2 separate regions of the Mus musculus genome follow, and region 2 is linked to region 1. The links are chromatin contacts, called in public Hi-C maps. All regions are on one chromosome and are shown on one strand. The core of a region is the stretch at or near the end of the contact, and the rest is flanking DNA. Distances in the headings are between cores, read along the strand shown. Region 1 holds the start of Zfp560 (zinc finger protein 560). Region 2 holds the start of Bbs9 (Bardet-Biedl syndrome 9 (human)).

What was found. A called contact is a pair of places that touch in the nucleus more often than the background predicts.
Region 2: a Hi-C map of CD4 T cells shows a contact between it and region 1, with 5 times the contacts expected there. The contact joins the promoter of Bbs9 here to the promoter of Zfp560 in region 1. A contact is called at or near these places in 2 of 39 promoter capture datasets (liver and pre-B cells) and 1 of 484 Hi-C or Micro-C datasets (CD4 T cells).

What each region holds. Positions count from the first base shown.
Region 1 is chr9:20,380,397-20,388,131 of GRCm38.p6, forward strand. It overlaps Zfp560 (zinc finger protein 560), which reads right to left and starts at 4,762. Exons shown (of 7, transcript NM_001004190.3): 1 at 4,621-4,762.
Region 2 is chr9:22,470,844-22,478,578 of GRCm38.p6, forward strand. It overlaps Bbs9 (Bardet-Biedl syndrome 9 (human)), which reads left to right and starts at 4,872. Exons shown (of 23, transcript NM_001360259.1): 1 at 4,872-5,212.

The DNA of each region.
Region 1 (7,735 bases), core at 3,512-6,011:
GTTCATAGAAGCCATATTTATAATAGCCAGGTGTAGCAGAATTTTCCACCCAATTAATTTAAACATTAATACAACAAGAAGCCTGTGATTGGGCAGTGGAAAAGGAAGGCGGCCAGAGATTTTTAGAGATGGGAAAGAGAGGACAAAAGAGAAGGAGGAAAATGGAGGAAGAGAATGACAATCCAGATTCCATGTGGCTTTAAATAGCCACAGGTAGCTATGAATATCATAAAAGAATAGAATAATTGGGATAACTTGTCTAATCTAAATATGCAGTTTGTATCATTATCAATTGGCTCTAAAATTATTACGTGGGCATCTTGTGAATTGAAAATTTATTGACATATAAAAGTGACTGATAATTATAAGCTTCTAGAGTTTTGATTTACTGGGTTAAGGGGATTTGTGACGACTAGCTGCAGGTGGAGGATGGCTAGGGAGGTACAAGGGACTCTGAGACAGGCAAACTGGAGCTGGGAAGACCACCGTCTGGGGCTAGCCATGGAGGCAGCAAGATGAAGATAGGGGGTTAGGGGAAGAATAGGGGTATAGCGTGGGGTGGGGCCATTTTTAATATTTCCTGTAACAGGCAGAAGCTGGAAACAACCCAGATGTCCCTCAATGGAGGAATGAATACAGAAAATTTGGTATATTGACACAATGGAATACTTCTCAGCTATTAAAAACAATTACTTCAAGAAATTCGCAGGCAAATGGATGGATCTAGAAGATATCATCCTGAGTGAGGTAACTCAATCACAAAAGAACAAACATGGTATGTACTCACTGATAAGTGTATATTAGGCAAAGAGCGTGGAAAACCCACAATATAACTCACAGACCACATGAAGCTCAAGAGAAAGGAAGACCAAAGAGTGGATGCTTTAGTCCTACTTAGAAGGGAGAACAAAAAGATCAAGGTAGAGGGTGGGAAGGACTTGGGAAGAAGAGAGGAGGGGGGGTAAAAAGAGGGGAAGAATCAGGTATGGGAAGAGATGGAAGAGACATACAGAGGGTCAGGAAATTAAATAAAGGTGTGTAGCAATGGGGGATGGGGAACTGGGGGTAGCAACCAGAAAGCCCCAGCTGCCAGGAAAATAAGAGCCACCCAGGACCCCTCAGAGATGACATTAGCTGAAATACCCAACAAAGGAGAGGGAGAACCCGTCAAGACCATATCCAGAGGTTAGGCACACACACACCCCTTGAGGGATGGGGCCACCCACCCATCTCAAAATTTTTAACCCAGAATTGCTCCTGTCTAAAGGAAATACTGGGACAAAGAGTGGAGTAGAGACTGAATAAAAGGCCATCCAGAGACTGTGCCACATGGTGATCCATCCCACATGCAGACACCAAACCCAGACACTATTGTGGATGCCAAGAAGTACTGACATGAGCCTGATACAGCTGTCTCCTGAGAGGCTCTACCAGATCTTGACCAATACAGATGCGGATGCTCACAGCTAACCATCAACTGAGCACAGGAAACTCAAATGGAGGAGTTAGGGGAAGGACTGAAGGAGTTGAAGGGGCCTTATCTGGCATCAATGGGAGGAGAGGCCCTTGGTTCTGTGAAGGCTTAATGCCCCAATGTAGAGGAATGCTAGGGTGGTGAGGAATAAGTTGGGGGAGGGAGCACTCTCATAGAAGCAAGGTAAGGGGAGATGGGAAAGGGGGTTTTCCCCAGAGGGGAAACCAGGAAAGGGGATAACATTTGAAATGTAAGTAAATATCCAATTTTTTAAAAACGAATAAAAAGAAGAAACATTTAAAAAGAAACTTTAAAAGGAAAGTAGTTACTAATGACTGCTGTCTGCTGTACCAGGAAACTCCAAGAGCTGTGTGCAGCTACCCATGAAGAACAGGCTGGGTAAAAACTATAAGGAAATATGCCTTTACTTTGTGTTTAGTTTCTGTTTTAAGGAAGCGTGGACTTGGACTAATTATTCAGGATTCATAAAAATTATGTAAATTTAAGTATTTTTTTTTAAAGTTAACAATGGTCAAAGCTTTGATGATGTAGCTTCAGTATATAAAAGACTGGGTTCAGGCTCTCTGTCAAGAGAAGGCAAAAGAATAAAAAGGAAGAAGGAAAAAGAATGAGAAGAATGAAGCATGAATATATGTGATGCTCATACATACATGTAGGCAAAACACTCATATGCAAAAATAAAAACAAATAAAATCCTTACAAATAAAGACAAAAAAGATTTCTAATGTTCCTAACACAAAAGAAACATGTTTGAGGCTGCAGACAAGCCAACTATCCTCATCTGGTCATTACACTTGTACAAATGCTGCTCAAATAGTGCATCATACACAAAAATATGCAATCCCTAAGTATCAAGAAAAATAGTAAATAAAATCAGTTAGTAAATATTATAAATAAATAGCAATGGCATGTATCTCCAGGTACCAACAATTCTTTCTTCTTGGTATTTAACAAGACAAGTTCTTAAATGGCCTATATAAGCCCCCACTCTACACAGACACCATCAACCTAAAGGGAGTTGAAATATACACAAACTGAGAGCAACAGTGTTCTCAATTTCAAGTTCTTCATTTAAATCCTCAAATGGTACTTTTATATGCCAGGTCATATACATCGCCACTTGATTCAGATTAAGGGGACAGGGATGTATCTTTATGATTTAGCTCTTGCTAAAACATATCAGTTAAAAATGCATGAGTTCAGTCAATCTTGCTTTTAGATTAAAGCTATGCCTGGGGAATCCCACTAAATTGAAACATCTCAAGCTAATGAATAAATACAGAAGAAAACAATACACAGGCTTTACTTGAACTTTATCCTTGCTTAGATTTCTCACAGTCATAGTGTTTACTGTAGAAAAGCATTCCATTTTGGCCTTAAACCTTCTAATATAGGAGACAGTAAAATAAAATCAAAGATATTCCTACTTGTTGGCTTGATAAAATGGTCGCATAGATCCCTAGTTAAAACAACTAAGAGAGACAATACACAAAAATAGGGAGCTTAGGGTTAAATTTTATATTAAAAACAATTCTAGGAGGGTGATTATCTATCTCTATTGTTTCTCCATCTGTGGCCAACTTTGCTTGCTGAAATCCAAATATTAAAGGGCATCTATTAACATCTTACTATAACCTTGATTTGCTGGTACCACCACCTAGCCCCCTAGAAGCAATACTCGTGAAATTACTGATTCCATACATTCGACATCTGGTAATTACTGAACTCCAATAAATTCTGTAGTGTCTACTTCAATAGCTTCTCAGCAGAGTTTGCTTCCACCTCCAAAGTGAAATAGTACTCATTTTCCAGGTGACCTAACAGAACTGTCATCAAGCACTATCATTGCAAGCAAGAGCGCTGCGGCGAGACCCAACTTCTTCAGGAACACGAGTGTAACATTACACTGGCGAGTTAATAATCTAAAGTAAAGGGCATCAGAGGGGCTGAGAAACTCCTGACTCAGCATACTGACTAGAAAGCCAACACTGAAGAGAACATGATCTGCAGTCAGGAGCCAGGGAAAACCTTACAAAAACACTCAACATATGATAAAGCAACTACTGGCATGTCTCCGTCCTAAGACTACAAAGAACAAACATACAGATGAAATTTCCAGTCTCTTTTCTGCCCTCTCAAACCCCAAGCCCCTCGACACACACTCTCCACCTTCCCAGGAAAGGACAACCTCCTTCTGCTGAGGTCTCCTCTCTCTTTCATTATCATACTGCCTCTGTCAATCCTAACAAACAAGAACAATGATCTCCAAAGAGACTCAGGTGACACACTGAAAAAGGCAGTCCCAACACTCGCTAATACTTTAGGAAGAGGGAGAGATGACTATTTCCCACTCCCTTCAGCATCACTAACTCCAACATCTAGTATTTTTGGATTAAATCGCCATTTTTTTCTTTATTTTACCTATTACCATACAAAGACAGGAAAAATATAGCCCTCAACTTTGAGTCTTCATCAATTTGCAGTCTCATATTTATTTCCTTTATTAAATATTAAGCTTCTCCAATTGCTACAAGCTGCCCAAGAATATAGGCTGAATTTTGTCGCTTTGCCATAACCAACTATCCACATATACAAGAAATGACCAAATAAAACACCCATAAATAAATAAATAAAAACACTAATAAGTCATGTAACCACTTCCACAATGGAACATGTTATTTTGGGGAAACACATATTTTTCTGGTCATTGTCATTATTTGGTTCAGGATCAACTTTTATTTCCTTTAAGGCCAGAGCTATTTTTTTTTTCCATCAACACAACTCACCCAAACATTTTTTGCAGAAATAAATCAACCCGAATACTTCAATAGTCTCCACCCATTCCTCCTACAGGTCCTTGTTTTGAATCCTGTAGGTAGGGCCTAAGAAATTCCGCTACAATGAGTGAATACTGGTTTAAGGTTTTGTTTGTTGTTTTTTGTTTTTCCAGTACACACGCGTTTACAAGCACACCGACAACTAAAGAGATGGCTTTCTACCCAAATGTAACTAAGTGTTGGAAACAAATAAGGGACGTGCGAAGAGGATGCCGTATTTCTGACGACACACGCGTTTGTAAATACAAGGTGGCAAAGCCCTCTCAACAGCTTTCACCTCGCACTCACCTGAACTCGCCAATTCCTGAAAATAAAGACAGAGAACCAAGCGCGCAGCGGAGGTTCCGGCCGCGCTGGCCCGCACAGCCCGAGGAAGTGCAGCCGCCGAGGGGCGGACCCCGCCTCTGAGGAACAAAGGAGCTTCACACCCTAGAGCTCGCGCCGGAAGAGTCGGAAGGTAACACCGCCAACGGCACTTCCGCTCCCGGCCTGGGGCTGCAGGACCAGTTCCGACCACTGCGCGGGCTGTTTGGAAGACGTTCAGAGCAAGAATTTATTTAGTGTCGCCAGCGTCTCATACAAGTTGACGACCACAGAGATGGAAAAAGAACTCTGCAACCAAGGGCTGGAGCGTAAGAGACTGCGGAGGGCGGCTGATGTCACTGCTGTTTTCTTCGACTTAAGTGTCCTCCGGCTTCGGGCGCTTCAGTTTACCCTGAGTTTACGCCCCTTCAGGCAGGGCAGTTACCGATTCCTGCCCCAAGAGTGGCTTTACCCCAACTCGATTTAGAGACTGCTGGCCTGACAACCAGACCAACGACTGGAGTTGTGCCCGTGTGGACACAGGACAGACCTGTCAAAGCGCACACGTCACCCAGTGTTGCTCCTGTTAGGTTTGTGAGCCTTAATGCACCCACTTAAGTATCCAGGTACTTGTGTCTCTAGTCACAGAATTAGACGAGAAACACGCCTTTCGAAGTAAAGACAGTTTATTACGAAAAGGAAAGTAGGGTGGATGAGATGGCTCACAGAGTAAAGAAGCTTGCCTCCAAGCCTGATGATAACCTCAGTTCAAGACCCGATGAGCGAGCCGAACTTCCACAAGTTGTCCTCAGGCCGGCACACGTGCACCTGCACTCTTAACCACATTATACAAAATAATAACTAAAAGAAAATTGGGACCAGGCATAGTGACCCACACTTTTTTTATTAGATATTTACTTTATTTACATTTCAAATGTCCCCTTTCTTGCTTTCCCCTCCGAAAACCCCCTATCCTTTCTCCCCTCCCCCTGCTCACCAACCCACCCACACCTGCTTCCTGGCCCTGGCATTCCCTAAACTGGGGCATAGAACCTTCACAGGACAAAGGGCCTCTCCTCCTATTGCTGACCAACTAGGCCATCCTCTGCTACATATGCAGCTGGAGCCATGAGTTCCACCATGGGTACTCTTTGGTTGGTGGTTTAGTCCCTGGGAGCTCTGGGGGTACTGGTTAGTTCATATTGTTATTCCTCCTATAGGGCTGGAAACCCCTTCATCTCCTTGGGTCCTTTCTCTAGCTCCTTCATTGGGGACCGGACTCTTTTGAGACCCACACTTTTTTAAATTCAGAGTTTGCAAGAGTCGGAAACAGTGTGAGTTGAGTCCAGTCAAGTCTACATAAATAGTTTCAAACTAGTCAGGAATATAGGGTCACACACAAGAGAAAGAAAGGAAGGAAAGGGCTTAAAGGGGGTGAGGAGCACTCTTGAGAATGGGAGTGGTCTAGAGAGCAAAGAGCCTAGAAAATGAAATCTGTTCCTTATGACCCTTATCATGACATTTATATAGTACCTGCCACTCCTAAGTATGTGAGGGCTTCTTTTGAGCATGCTTCATATATGTTGTACATGTTATATAAAAAGACTTCCATGAGGAAGTCTTTTTCTGCCAACTGGCTTTTATATGTTTAATATTACTGTAACTCTTACAGTCTCTCCTGTCACTACATTCTTCTAGTGACTGTATGTTCCTAGATCTTTACTAAAGCAGAATAGAAAGATGAAAATTTGGGGGGACATGAGTAGGAAAAGCCTGAAAAAGTAGGTTTATCTTCTTGTTCCTGCTAATAGACTCAGAATAAACTGTAGACTCTGGGGAAGGGGAGTGTCTTACTACTTTGGCTTTGCTAAATGTTGTTGTTTGTTAATTTTTCTTTCTAAATGTTTGTACCCATATATTGATGCTCCTCTCAACCCTGGCCTTTCACTCACCACCCCCAGTGGGCAGTGGGTAATGCAGAGACTTATAATAGATCAAAGTGCTAAGAATAAGCGACTCTTCAGTTCTCGGCCTTAAATAGGAAATCAGTATCCTTCTTTCCAAGGCCCATGAAACATCGAGGAAACAAGGGTTAAATGAATATAAACTGGAGGATGGAAAGGAGTATTGTGAACACTGTGTTCTAGACATGACCAAAACACCCATGAGCTCCTAAGAGCAATGGCTGGGCACATCAACTGGAAAGACACAGGATGTCCTACAGGAAAAGTTCTTTAAGTCACAGGTTATTTACTAAGAGGTGAAATATTCTGTCCTGCAGGGAAGTTCCTTAAGCTCAGGAAGTAAACAACTCAGGGGCATCAGGAAGTTCCTGAAATAGATCAGATTCACTAGGTCCCTTCTTTTCCAAGTGTGTATTAGCAGTAAGGACTACTAAGAGATAATCTCAAGCTGGGCTGCCTAGAAGAGGCTCATGCCAGGTGAGCAGCCTGGAAGAAACAGAGATTAACCATGCTGCCTAGAAGAGACTTATGATACCCTACCTAGAAGGGACATTCTTTAGCCTGTTACTCAGCCTGCAGGCTGTGCAGTATGCCCCAGGTTCCCAGCATTTGTGAGCCATCATCCATGTTGGGGTGGGCTTTGGTGGGATAGCTATCTTGGAGTTATTTCCACTCCTATAAGTAACACTTCACCAATGTTCTTGTAAATGACCCAAATAAAACTCATTTGTTCACAAATTTGTACTTTGGTGGTATTTATGATTTGGTATGTCATCACTTCCCTGTCAGGTATAAATAGATGTTCATGTCTCTTCAGGAACAGGGTCACACAACTCATGAGACCCACACCTCGCCCTGAAGAGCCATAAACTATAGCTTGTTAAACATTGCAGGAGGTCACAAAAGAACACACTCGGTGTGTACTCACTGATAAGTGGATATTAGGAAGAAAGCTTGGAATACCCACAATATAACTCGAAGACCATATGAAGCTCAAGAAGAAAAACCAAAGTGTGGATGCTTCAGTCCTACTTAGAAGGGGGAACAAAATAGTAATGGGAGATAGAGGATGGGAGGGACTTGGGAGGAAGAAAGGAGGGGGAGGGGAAAGGGGCCAGAATCAGGTGTGGGAGGAG
Region 2 (7,735 bases), core at 3,622-6,121, 2.1 Mb after region 1:
CTAAGTAAATTTGTGTTTTAAAAAACCATTAAGGGGGCTGGTGAGATGGCTCAGTGGTTAAGAGCACCAACTGCTCTTCTGAAGGTCCTGAGTTCAAATCCCAGCAACCACATGGTGGCTCACAACCATCCGTAACAAGATCTGACGCCCTCTTCTGGAGTGTCTGAAGACAGCTACAGTGTACTCACATATAATAAAATAAAATAAATAAATCTTTTTTAAAAACCCATTAAGGACTGGAAAAATGACTCAGTGTTTAAGAGCACCGACTGCTCTTATGAAGATCCTGAGTTCAAATCCCAGCAACCACAAGGTGTTTCACAACCATCTGTAATGATATCTGATGCCCTCTTCTGGTGTGTCTGAAGACAGCTACAGTGTACTTACATATAATAATAAATAAATCTTTAGGGAGGAGTGAACAGGGCCAGAACGAGTGGGGTTGACCAGAGTGAGCAGAGGTCCTGAATTCAAATTCCCAGCAACACATGATGGCTCACAACCATCACTACAGCTACAGCATACTCATATATACATAAAATAAATAAATAAGTAAATAAATACTTCTTTAAAAAAATCAGCCGGGCATGGTGGCGCACCCCTTTAATCCCAGCACTTGGGAGGCAGAGGCAGGCGGATTTCTGAGTTCGAGGCCAGCCTGGTCCACAATGTGAGTTCCAGGACAGCCAGGGCTATACATAGAAACCCTGTCTCTAAAAACAAAACAAACAAACAAAAATCATTAAAAAGAAAGCACTAATCTAGGAAGAACTGCTTTCTGGAAGTCGATCTAGCCACAGGCAGAACCTGCCTACGCCAGCCATGTCAAGTGCTTTGTGAGACACTCAAATTTAGTCAGCAAATGTAGTGTCTAGAAGATATTCTTACTAGTGGGAAAGTCGAAAACAAAAACAAAACTAGTGGGAAAGTCTTTATTGTTTGTATTTTATTTCATTTTTGTGTTTCCAGACAAGTTCCCATGTAGTCTAGGCTAGCCTGAACCCTTCACATAGCAGAGGATGGCCATGAACCTCTTCTCCTCCTGCTTCCACTCCCCACAGGATGGGATAGCAGATGTGCACCAACAGGAAGAGGCGAGAGCATTGGAAGTCAGCCCCCATTATGGGAATTTGGATAGGGGGTTGTACGGGTAAACTTCCTAAGTTTATGAGGTTATTCCTCATAAAGATGAGACCTATAGGAGAGGAAGAGGAACCAGAAACTCGTGGTCCTGGAAGCCACAAGTATTGGGGATTTCTTAGGTGATTAAGTAATAAGTAGGGTGTGTCTGACCCGTCTAGGTGTGTAGCTTGTGTTTATAGCAATTGAGTTTTGAGTTCATTGTGCGAGCAGTTTGTGGGTTGAGAATTTGCTAATTTAAATCTGACTGATAAATTACAAGCCTCTAGAGTTTTGATTTTACCTGGTTCCTGGGATTTGTGACAGCTAGATGGGCAGTCGCTACATGAGGCTAGCCGCCAGGGCCAGAGAGACCGCTGGGGCCAGAGAGTAGCTGGCATTAGCGTGGGTTGGTGCTTTTTTATATTTCACGTAACAGAATGGCAAGCATGTCACCGACTGAGCGACCTCTGCCTCTTTCCCCCGGTTCTACATCCTATTATACAGCCCAGGCTGCTCTCAAACTCATGCTCCTTTTACATCAGCCTCCCAAGTGCTGGGATTATGGGTATGAACCACTGTGAACAAGCATAACAAAATTAGAAAGGAAAAAATATAAAATATATGGTATTAAAGGAGTCATGAAGAGCAGCTGAGGCTCAGCTCTGTGAAAGGCCATGGAAGGTCATTGGTGAAGGTGCAGCCTCAGTTGCAGTTGATGGTCCAGGACTGAAGGGATCATGCAAAGGAGTTGAGGCTTGGCTCCATGAAGAGAGCCCATAAGAGGCTATTGGTGAAGCCTAGTTGCAGTGGAAGACCCCATTGTATTGTAAATTCCAGTACCATAGATGGTCACCAAGAACAGCAGTGGCAATGGAGTGAATCAACCTGAGCTTAGAGTGCTTCAGAGGGCAGAGCTGGAGAAGTGATGCCAGCCCTTTGGAGGAACCCAGAAGATCATGTGTGGATCTAGACATTGAAACAAGAAGCTGTAACATTGAAGTCTATCTCCTGAAGAAAGCTGCTAACAGGGAGTGGAACCAGGCCAGAAGAAAGAAGTTTGTTGCAGGCAACAAAGATGAAAAGGGAGTTGGAGATCTGAAGACCGCTTTGACATCAGCCGTGGAGATGCAGTTTGGAGTTTGCCCAGCTGGAAAGTTTCCTGTCTTGATTTAGGGATTACAGTAAAGTGATTGGATAAATCTTAGAAGAGACCTTGAACTTTGGACTTTTAACATTGTTGAGACTGCTATAGACTATAGGGACTTTGGAAGTTCGACTAAATGTATTTTGCATTTTGCTATGTTTAGGTATGGCCACAATGGACACATATGTTTGAAGAAGCCTATGGGGGCCACAGAGTGAAATGTGATGGTTTGTATATACTCAGCTCATGGAGTGGCATTATTAAAAGGTGTGGCCCTGTTGGAGTTGGTGTGGCCTTTTTGGAGTAGGTGTGTCACTGTGGGTGTGGGCTTTAACACCCTCATCCTAACTGCCTGGAAACCAGTATTCTGCTAGCAGCCTTCAGATGAAGATGTAGAACTCTTAGCTTCACCTGCACCATGCCTGCCTGGATGCTGCTAAGTTCTGCCTTGATGATAATGGATTAAACCTCTGAACCTGTAAGCCAGCTCCAATTAAATGTTGTCCTTATAAGAGTTGCTTTGGTCATGGTGTCTGTTCACAGCAGTAAAACCCTAATTAAGACAGTTATCAAGCTTGATTAGTTCTTATTCAAAATCCAAATATGCTTAAAATAAAAATAATTTAAAAATACATTGTATGAAATTCTCAAGTAATAAAAATATATTAGAAAAAAAGAATAATAATTGTCCATGGAAGAGCTGAATCTTAGCAAAGACAAAACTAGACACTTTCAGCCAAACTAAGCAAAAGAAAGAGGAGACCTCTCTAAATTATTTGCGAGTGGAGATGAAAACTGGATGCCACATGGATACTCGTGAAATTCAGAGGGATCATCAGTGTCATGTTTAAAAAGTGGATCCCAAATTAGAAAATCGAGAAGAAAAGGAGACTTCTCTAGAATCACATGATCAAAGTTCCATCAGGAGGGTGTACACAGCTGGAGTTGTACACAGCTGGAGCTGACCAGTAATAGGCAAGGGCATGGGAGCAGGAGCAGTCTCTGGAATAAACAAACCTCCAAACTAGAGGAGCACACTCTGTCATTCAATCAGATGTTAAAAATTAACATAAAATAAAATTCCCATAAAATAGGTGGCTGGAGAGATGTCTCCATGGTTAATAGCAAATAAAGCTCTTCCGTAAGACCTGAGTTCCATTCTCAGCATGTGTGTGTAGGTGCACAGTGGTCTGTAACTCAAGTTCAAGGGAATATAGTGTTCTTTTCTGCTCTCCAGAAGCACTGGGCTGCCCTCTGTAAGCACAAGGCATGCACATGGTGCATTTACATTCATGCAGGCCAAACCCTCATATGCACAGATATAATAAATAAAAGAAACAAATTTCCTCATGAAATAGAACTGGAAAGAACACTTGCAAATTCATCTTATAACGCTAACTTCATTCTGATACCAAAAACTTGGTAAGAGCACAGCAATCAACCAACCAAGACCAAAACCAAACTAAAAAAACAAACAAACAAACAAAAAAAAAAACAAAATAACAAAACCAAACAACAACAACAAAAAAACTATTATGTAGAAATTTCCCAGAAATACACATAATTTAATATCATATTTCTAAAAAAAATAAAAAATATAGGGTGAACAAACTCTGCTTCATTCGAGGCATGCCAGGACAGTCCAACAATAAATGTAATTCAATACAGAAAGATTCGGGGAGAGAAATCGCATGGTCGTCTCAGTACACACTGAAAAGGCCTTTGACAAAATTTAATATTCTATTATGATAAAAGGCCTGAAGAAAATAGTGGCCATACCCCAACGCCACGGAGCTGCAGCAGCTTGCTTTCTGATGCTTTGATAAGTACCATGACCAAAAATGGCGTGGAGAACATATTGTGCCTTTTTCATCTTACAGGTTACAGTCCACTGGTTAGGAAGTCAATTCTGGAACCCAAACAGGGCAGTGGCTGAAGTGGGTACTGTGGAGGACAGCTGCTCTCTGGTTCTCTTTCTTATATGCCCAGACCCATCAGCCTAGCCCACAGTGGGCTGGGCTCTCCCACATCACTAAGCAATCAAGAAAATGCTCTCAGACTTGCCAACCGGTTAACTAAACGGAGGGAATTTTCAGTTGAGGTCACCTCTTTCTAGGTGTATCAGGTTGACAACAAAGATTAGCCATCTAGACTATATAAATTAACCTATAACCTATATATACTACATGGGAGAAACTGTAGATATGTTTTCTAAACAAGTAATGAAACAAGGGGGTCTACACTTCACTGTTATTCAATACGGTGCTTGAAATCTTGGCTACAGCAGTTAGGCCAAGGAAAGAAAGAAAACGGATTCAAACAGGTAAACCATTTACATGCTCAGGCCTAGACACTAGGATAACACCTAAGCACAGGAGGGCGTGGTCTGTGGCACGAGAACCCCCACAGGGGCGGGACTTCCGCCGCCGATACCCTGAGGGACAGGCCTGCTTAGGTGGTTCTGAGGCGCCCAGCCCTACCCCGCCCCGTAGCCACTCTACTCCATACGGGCGACACGGGAAATCATCCCCACAGCTCGCGCTCAGCCGCTCGGACTACAACACCCAGCAAGCCCTGCGGTCCCGCGTCTGACTTGCGCAGTAGCCTCCGTTGTAAAATGCTATGACAACAGGGCGAAGGCGGTTTGGATTCAGGCTGGAGTGGGGAGGTGTCTTCCGCAGGCTGTTGTCTTGCAGCCTCACCCCTCTTACAGTCTCCCTGGTGGTTTCATCCTCTCTGTGAGCATCCGGACTTGGAGTTTTTCTCTCTTGTCACTTGTGGCTTCCGAGGGATCCATGTCGTCTCCCCTGCTTGTCTCTGGGGGATGACAAGAGGGTGCAGGGGATCTTGGGACTCACTTCACCTCCGCGGAGCTTGTGTTGCTGCTTGGCAGGATTCTGTCTGCTTGGGAACGTGGAAAACTTCGAACACAAACAAGACCAAGAGGTACTAGTGGTGTTAAGTGTTGTTTTTCCTTGCACGGCTGTTACTTCTGTTCCAGCACTGGATTCTCATCCGGAGGGAAGTCTGTGGATAGTGGGTTCGTAGCAAGGCGAGTCAAAGCCCACTTGTTGGCATCAGGTAAGAAATATCCCAGAAATTAATCTCGGATGTATAAATGCATTGGCTATGCTTGGTCAACAGGACTAACGCTCAATGCCATGTAATGGTTCGGGAGATGTAGGATGATCTCTTAATTAGAAAGGAGGCTTGCATTCAAACAAACCGCTAACACGGCGTGGGTAGATCCTATAAACACCTTTGAGCGGGGAGTGATTTTTAAGGAGTCCATGTAGCAGTCACGTGGAGTAAGAGCTTCTTTCTCCTGTGACATTTCAACAGGTCTTGTGAGCAGAGCGTCAAATCGCTGCTCAGTCTGCGGCTGAAGTGGGAGCATGTTGATGCTCTCCAGTGCTGCCTGCAATAGGATTAATGGTTATCCTTTCTCTTTCCTTTGCAGACCACAGCAGTTTAGATGGACTAAGCTGATTTTATCAGCAGCTCCTCCCAAGCAAGGTCTGCATTTGCCTTTGATTTTTCTGTATAAACGTATAGATTATTTTTTGGTATCTCACATTGTCTTTAAACATCAAATTGTGTCTAATGTGTACACATATATACATACATCTCACTTTATACACACAAATTGAAAGATACTGGAGAGAAAGTGGGGTTTTTATCTTTTCTTCCTTTCTCTTATTTTTAAAAATTTATAATGTGGCCCAAAACAGGCCTGGAACTTTCTGTATATCCTAGGCCATCTTTAAGCATATCTTGCCTCAGGTTCCCAAATGTTGTTATTACAGGTGTGTACCACCATGGAATGTATTACTGTTTGCTAACATTCCAAGAGACAAGAAGTAACTTATTAGCAATAATTGAGATTGGGTTTTGTCTTTTCTTTGGTGATGGGTTAGAATGTTATAAGAATTAAGAACAAGAGACTTTATTTTGAAAACCATTTACAAGTTATTTGTAAGAGTTTAGGGATTTAAAAATTATGTATATTGGTTGTGGTTATACCTCCCACTTATGTTTATGCTATAGTTTTAAAAGTTGATTAGATTTTAATATTTTAATATTTCAGTGCATGTATGTTGTTGGGCATGGGTACCACAGTGAAGGTGTGGAGGTTAGAGGACAACTTGCAAGAGTCAGTTCTCTGGCACCATGTGGGTCCGGTCAGGCTTGGCAGCAAGCATCTTTGTTTGCCAAGCCATCTCACTGGTCCTATGGTATAGCTTCTTGATTGAAAGGCTCTTTGCAGGAAGAAAAAAATCTACTACCAGTACTGTACAGTTTTATGCCTTTCAGATACATAGGATGTCTCCTTGCTCAGAGTGTATGTGTGTACATGTGTACCACTGAACACTCCAATCCCTTCAGGTATTTTTGAAAAGTATTGAAATATATCAAGTTATTATAAAACATGTTTGCTGATTATAACATTTATAAGGTCTGGGGGTGTAGCTCTTTCAATACCCAGTAAGACACACACTCACCTGTATACACAGGTACTTGTGCGCGCGCGCGCGCGCACACACACACACACACACACACACACACACACACACACTTTCTGATCTGCCCTTTGGTTGTCCCAGTTGAAATTGTGTGCCTATAAGACCTTGCTGTCACACCTAGATGATCACCACCACTTCTATTTCCGCATTATTTTTACTGGGTTACAACTGACTTTTATTAAATGGTTGTAGTGGCTGAACACTGGCTAAGGAAGTGCATATCTTAGAGCACTGTATTTTCCCACCACCAAGATCAGTTGATGCTAGAGCATAAGGGCTTCTCTGAGGGTGTGCGGTTGAGACGTCACATTAGGAAGTGAACACAGGTCTATCTGACCACTACTCCTGTGCCTTTCACGTCAGCTGAAAACTCCAATACAAGCCCTTGTCATAATGGGTTTTTTTTTTTTTTTTTTTGGAGTGGTGGTTCAAGACAGGGTTTTTCTGTGTAGCTCCAGCTCTCCTGGAACTCACTCTGTAGACCAGGCTGGCCTCGAACTCAAAGATCTGCTTGCTTCTGCATCCACAGTGTTGAGATTAAAGGCATTCACCACCACTGCTTGGCTGTCATATTGCTTTCAAAGAAATATTTGTTTAATTTTACATGACTGTACCATTGTCCTGGACCAGACAACCCAATTGCTATTTCCTGAAATTTAATGACAGAAACATTATTTGGAGAAAGTTCCATATGTGAACAACAGCAGTTTTAGGACAACTTCCTGATTTCAGAGCCTGCCTCAGACTTTCGGGTTGTTCCCACTGCATTCTGTGGCCATTGATATTACTCAGTTCTACATGTGTGAGTCTGGTTTAGTGAGGGTTGAAACTGCCTGTCTCATACATAAAACTTAAGTATAAGTAAGTGACCACGTGGGCAGATTTCTTACCTTCTCTGTGGTCAGGGATAACCAAATAATGGTATCTTTGTGCTCTGTAGAGTAAA